Regions from separate parts of the Mus musculus genome. Here region 1 is linked to region 2. The links are chromatin contacts, called in public Hi-C maps. All regions are on one chromosome and are shown on one strand. Each heading gives the region's core, a stretch centred on a gene start, on an enhancer-like site or on the middle of the called end of the contact. The rest is flanking DNA. Distances are from core to core; before and after follow the strand shown.

What was found. Hi-C and Micro-C count contacts between places; a contact is called where the count stands out from the background.
Region 1: a Hi-C map of CD8 T cells shows a contact between it and region 2, with 8 times the contacts expected there. The contact joins two enhancer-like sites. A contact is called at or near these places in 2 of 39 promoter capture datasets (liver and pre-B cells) and 1 of 484 Hi-C or Micro-C datasets (CD8 T cells).

Annotation. Positions count from the first base shown.
Region 1 is chr7:83,658,164-83,660,863 of GRCm38.p6, reverse strand. Il16 (interleukin 16) reads left to right here. Exons shown (of 19, transcript NM_001360087.1): 12 at 1-66. Among named protein-coding and RNA genes, the nearest start is that of Stard5, 27 kb to the right of the region's middle. Within about 2 kb of position 1,338, at least 149 of the 459 cell types and tissues checked have an H3K27ac peak or open chromatin away from gene starts, as enhancers often do. A contact at or near this core is called in CD8 T cells and liver, where this site is marked.
Region 2 is chr7:73,616,980-73,619,931 of GRCm38.p6, reverse strand. No RefSeq gene overlaps it. Among named protein-coding and RNA genes, the nearest start is that of Gm30149, 9.7 kb to the right of the region's middle. Within about 2 kb of position 1,306, at least 332 of the 459 cell types and tissues checked have an H3K27ac peak or open chromatin away from gene starts, as enhancers often do. A contact at or near this core is called in CD8 T cells and liver, where this site is marked.

The DNA of each region.
Region 1 (2,700 bases), core at 89-2,588, about 10 Mb before region 2:
AAGAAACTGGAGGAGAAAGAGAAGGTCACAGACCCTTCTGGGCACACCTTGCCCACCTGCAGCCAGGTAGGAGGGTGTGCTCAGTGGGACGTGTGTCCCCTGCAACATGCAAAGCTGCTGCCCTTGAGCATTAGAAATGTCTGCAGGCTTCCTGTACTCTGGCATAGAGAAGCACTCTCTTTAAGCTCACTGTGCAGAGACATATGAAGCTTCGCAGAACCAAACCGGAAGTTCCGGGCCTGCCAACTGTTGGCAGTAACACTCGCGGGTCACATGGCTCACGCGCTGGTGTATCAGCAGCAGGGTTACTTTGTGGTGGGGAGGCTGAGTCCAGGAATCTGAGATGCTCTGCTAACCACAAGTAGTCACCCCAATAGCTAAAGCAGAGGGAGAATGATTGCTTGTGGGAGTACAAGATGTTCGCGAGAAATTAACTTTGCCTTCTGGAGGTGGGGAGACTCGGAAACCATCCTCTCTAAGTCTAGGTGTCCTTAGCTGCTACTTTGGGCTTTTTGAGTGGCTCCCTCTACAGGCTGTTGTGAGACTTAGATCTTCCCTTCCGTATATTGAAGACTCCAGCACCATAACTTCTCTTGGAGCTTCTTCCTCTAGCTTTACACCCAAAGGATGGTAGGTAGACAGGAAGGCAGCTGCTGAAACTTGAGCCCTTTCAACAAAGGACACTGTTTTAGGGTTTCTATTACTGTGAAGAGCCACCAAGACCATGGCAACTCTTATAAAGGACGTTTAATTGGACTTACAATTTCAGAGGTTTAATCTATTACTGTCATTGTGGAAAACATGACATCAGGTAGGCAGACATGGTTCTGGAGGGGCTTTGTTTTACATCTTGATCTACAGGCAGAAGGAGACTGCCACACTGGGCATAGCTTGAGCATATAAGACCTCAAAGCCCGCCTCCACAGTGACATACTTCCTCCAACAAAGCCACAACTACTCTAACAAAGCCACACTCCCTACTAGTGCCAGTGCCTATTGGCCAAGCACTTAAACACACAACTCTATGAGGGCTGTCCCTACTCAAACCACCATAGGCATTATGCTAGATATGTTCACGCACGTTGTTTTAGTTCATCCTTCCCCGGGTCTGAGGGTGAGATTCCCAGTTTCACAGAAGAAGAACTTACTTAAGTTTGTGTTGCTGAGGCGTGCAGTGAAGGCTGCTAGGGGTGAAGTAAGGCCTCTGGAAATCCCCTAGAAGAAAGCAGGAGATTTGTCAAACTGCCCATTGACAAGCTTCAGTGAGGTGGATGGGGAAGGAAATTCTTGAGTTCCTTGGTGAAGACACAGTGAAGGAGGAGCTGTGTTACCAAACAGGAAGTACAGACTTTCAGGCAGCTGAACGTGCCGGGCTGACTAGCAACCAGAGAGGGCGGGGTATCCTGTGAATGTGTTTCCCTGACTCCCCCTTCAGCAAACACTTCATTTGGATCTGAGGCAGAATCTAGAAGGCAAACCAGAAGGAAATGTTGAAAGGGTAGACATTTTGCTTTCCTCCTGCAGACCCAGGAAAGGAGAACAGGTGCCTTGATGAATCTCTTTGGCTTCCTGATTGGGTGGGGCCACATGTCGGGCAAGGAGCATTGCCAAGTAAGACAGCCAGGGGAGGAAGCAGGTGTTCTGTAGGGAAGGCCAGGCAAGGAGCCAAGGTATTTAAGACAGCACACAGACAAATATAAACACATGTATGTGCGAGCATGTGCACTCTCTCTCTCTCTCTCTCTCTCTCTCTCTCTCTCTCTCTCTCTCTCTCTCTCTCTCTCTATCTCTCTCTCTGATTTCTCTGTTCAGCATCCCACATCTTGAGCAATCTGCCCTGCCTTTGGCTTCCTTCCCTGTTCACACCAGCAATATGGTCCACACTAACACAAAGGCCGTTCTGTGGCTGCTCTTTTGTCCTCTCTGCATCATCCCACATGGCCAGTAGACCCTTCTGTAACTTATTCACTCAACCAACAGAGCATTGTTGTGCTGGCAGAGAGATCACAAAGACAGGCTTCTAGTCTGACAGAAAACAGGAAGCAGTTGACCTTCTACACCATTCTTAACAGCCTTGGCCACTCCCAGACCTTTCTCAATGGATCTTATTGCCTGTGATTCCATTTTCAACCCTTCTTCTCTCTCCCTTTTCTCCCTCTTCCCTTCTTTTTTCCTACCTTCTTCTCTTGTTTCTGTCTGTAGTCTTTTCTCTCTAGGGTCCTAAGACCCTTCTCAAGCAGATATGTACGACAGGTTACATTTAATGTAACTGAAGGTAACCCAATTTCCTGTACCCAAATGACCTTCAAGATACTTCCCATGAACCTGGAGAGATGACTCAGGATCACTGGCTGCTCTTCTAAAAGATCCAAGCTCCATTCCCGCACTTACACGGAGGCTAGTAATCACCGGTAACTCCAGTTCCTGTGGATCTGATGCCCAATCCGGCCTCTGTGGGAGCTCTGTGGGCACCCACACTGTCTTAAAATACCACTCACATTTAAGAAAATGATTTTGTATTCTCTGATTAGTCCCCATCTCTCATCCTCTTGCCTTACCTCCTCCCTCTCCCCTCATTCACCAAGTGCTGAGCCAGGGAACATTTGCCTGAATAAATTTTGTGTAGAAATCAAATTAAGTTTGGGATTAATTTAAAAGACCTTTTCCAAAGATAATGCAACGTAAGAGGTGTTGATTAAA
Region 2 (2,952 bases), core at 57-2,556:
TTTTTTTTTTTTTTTTTTTGGTTTTTCAAGACAGGGTTTCTCTGTATAGCCCTGGCTGTCCTGGAACTCACTCTGTAGACCAGGCTGGCCTCAAACTCAGAAATCCGCCTGCCTCTGCCTCCCAAGTGCTGGGATTAAAGGCATGCGCCACCACCGCCCAGCTTTTCGAGACAGGGTTTCTCTGTGTAGCCTGGGCTGTCCTGGAACTCACTTTGTAGACCATGCTGGCCTGGAACTCAGAAATCCGCCTGCCTCTGCCTCCTGAGAGCTGGGATTAAAGGCGTGCGCCACCACGCCCGGCTAAAGTAGATTTTTATATTATAGTCAACAGAATGCAGGGAATCTGGAGCCATTTGGATTGGATTCTAGTTTTAACTCTAACACCGTTCTGAATATAACTCCTTATTTTCTTTGGAATAAATGCTGAAATAGTTCAAGTTGGAAAGTTACACTTACCCAAAAAAAAAAAACAAAAACAAAAACAAAAACAAAACAAACCTTTCCCGTCCGCCCTGGCAACCTACCTCCTTTATTGGAGGTGAACCATGTTGAAACTTGGTTGCCTTTGCTTCGTTTTTATGTATATACCGTACAAGCGAATGCGTGTACAATTTGGATTGTTTCAAAAACTCTAGCACGGTCCATGGAAATGGGAACCAGCTTCCTCTCTGACAAAGCAGTGAGCCAGGGAGAGTACAAGGCGAAAAGTACATGAATTGCCCATATTAAAGTCTGGCTCGGGCGTTAGCACCCCCACCCCAAGGCATCGTCATTATTAGAAGGGCTGCCAGGTACATAAAGGGTCTTCAGTAAGTCTCAAAATGCCCTTGGAGCGTGTTAAACGTCTGTCAGGTCTCCTTCACTCCAAAGCTTTCAGTTTAGGTGAGTGTGGGGAGACCTCCAAGGAGGTCCCTGAAGATGCTGACCAAGAGAACCTCACAGTAAAGCATCCGCTGCCCTAGATTCCGATGCAGGCTCCTCGTCCCGCGCCTTAGTGGTCTGTGACCCCGGGTGTGACCACTGTGATCCTGGGAGCCACCTAGGATGTCTAAGTAAGAGACCGCACGGGCCCCGCCCACAGCACACACCCGAGAAATGCTAGTCTGGAATGAAACGCTAACGAGAAATCCACATAGAAAGCAGAATACCCAGGACAGGCTGCGGTGGGCAGACGGGCGGCACGAGTAAAGTTTTTACACCAAGCGCCCGTCTCTGCCGCAGCGACCTTCTGATCACTCCGGAAGAGAGGCGTTCCCACGCCTGACGCGGGTCATCCTCCCCCTCGCAACCCGCGCACCCTCGGGATGGCGGCGGATGACGACGGCGGCGGCAGAGTGTGGACGTGCCTCGCGCCGCGCAGCAAATGGCGGAGGAGGCAAGGCGTGGCCCGCTGCGCCGCGTCCGGCCACCAGGGGGCAGCCGCGCGTCTGAGTCCCGCAACCGGCTGGAACCGGTCTGGCCGGAAGTTGGGCTGGGGCCTTCTCTTCCGCAGCCGCGCGCCACGTGGCCGGGATGGGGTGGGGTGGGGTGGGGATGGGGCGAGGAGGAGGAGGAGGAGGAATGCACGAAAACAACAAGATGGCGCCGCGGGGGATGGGCGCCTTGCCTGCGCCCTCGGAACCCGGAGCGTCCCGAAGGGCGGAGTGGAAGGGCCGGTCGGGGCCCAGCCTGCGGGGCGTAGCCGGCTTCCGCCAGCTTGGGAGGCCGCTTGGACAGGCCCAGGGTGCGGTCGCCAGCGCGCCCATCACGAGACCCCTGGCCGGGATCCAGGACTCCCTTTGGGCCTTCGCGGCGCCTTTCCTTAATTTGCTTTGTCCGCTTTGCATTTGTCCTCTGAGCGTTGTCGACCTCCTAGGGGAGCGATTAGATCAGGGCGAGGCCAACAGCGAGCAAGAGCAGGAAAAATGCTGACCGTGGACCCCGCCGGGGTCAGCAATGGTAGAGATGGAACCTGCTGGGAGGTGGACCACACCCCACCCCTATCCACCCCGGGGCGCTTCGGGACCTCCTCACTGTAGGGGCGGCCAGTGTGGCAGAATCCAAGCTTGTCTGTTTGGCTTTTGTGAAAAAAAGCAAAAAAAAAAAAAAAAAAAAGAAAAGAAAGAAAGGGAAATCTGGTTTTGTATGTATTAAAACGTAGGAAATTAGGCATAATTGTCTAGTATCCTGGAATTGCTGCGAAAGCCTGAAGCCTCCCCTTCCTGCCCAAATCCGTGTAACTCTACTTGCCCCACCCCGTAGACATTCCTGACCGGTGGAATTTATTTTAGATGGGCCTGAGGATCGCAGATGTGAGGTTTTGTTGGGTTTTATATCTTTTTAAATAAGTTAACACACGTTACTCTGAATGTGATGGTATATTTAGAATAAGACATTTGTCGCCTTGGGATTTGAAAGCCTTTTAGAATAGGTTTCAAATTCTTTCCCATATTTGCGATTTATGAGGCCTTTGGCCTATCTCAAAATAATAAGACCCCTCCCCTCTAAATAGCACCTGGCTCCCAAGGACCTTAGAAGTTTAATTAATAAATATTTTGGATAAAATGCGGAACTATTACGGTGTTAGTTGGGAGGGAGGGAGGAGAGTAGCTTAAGACAAATCTCCAAGCTCGTGATCAAAACAGCATCGATATTAAGTGGTAAACTACAAGTGAGACAGTGACATCAATGACTGGGGGGTGGGCGGAGCCCAAGCTTAAATGTGCATTTTTGACGAAGGGATTTGGGGACCTACTTCACCCCACTCCTTAGGTTTTGTGTTCTTGTGAATTGTATTGGCAGGCATTCCCGAAAGCACTTGAGCCCTCTGAGGAACCAAAACACTGCGTAACGACTCCCAGTCACCATTAGTGCCAGGGGCCGCAGAGTTAAGGAATGGAATTCCGAAACACAAAGGGCTCTAATCTTTCCTCTCCTAGGCCTAAGGAAAGAATACAGCTTTGTCTGTAGCAG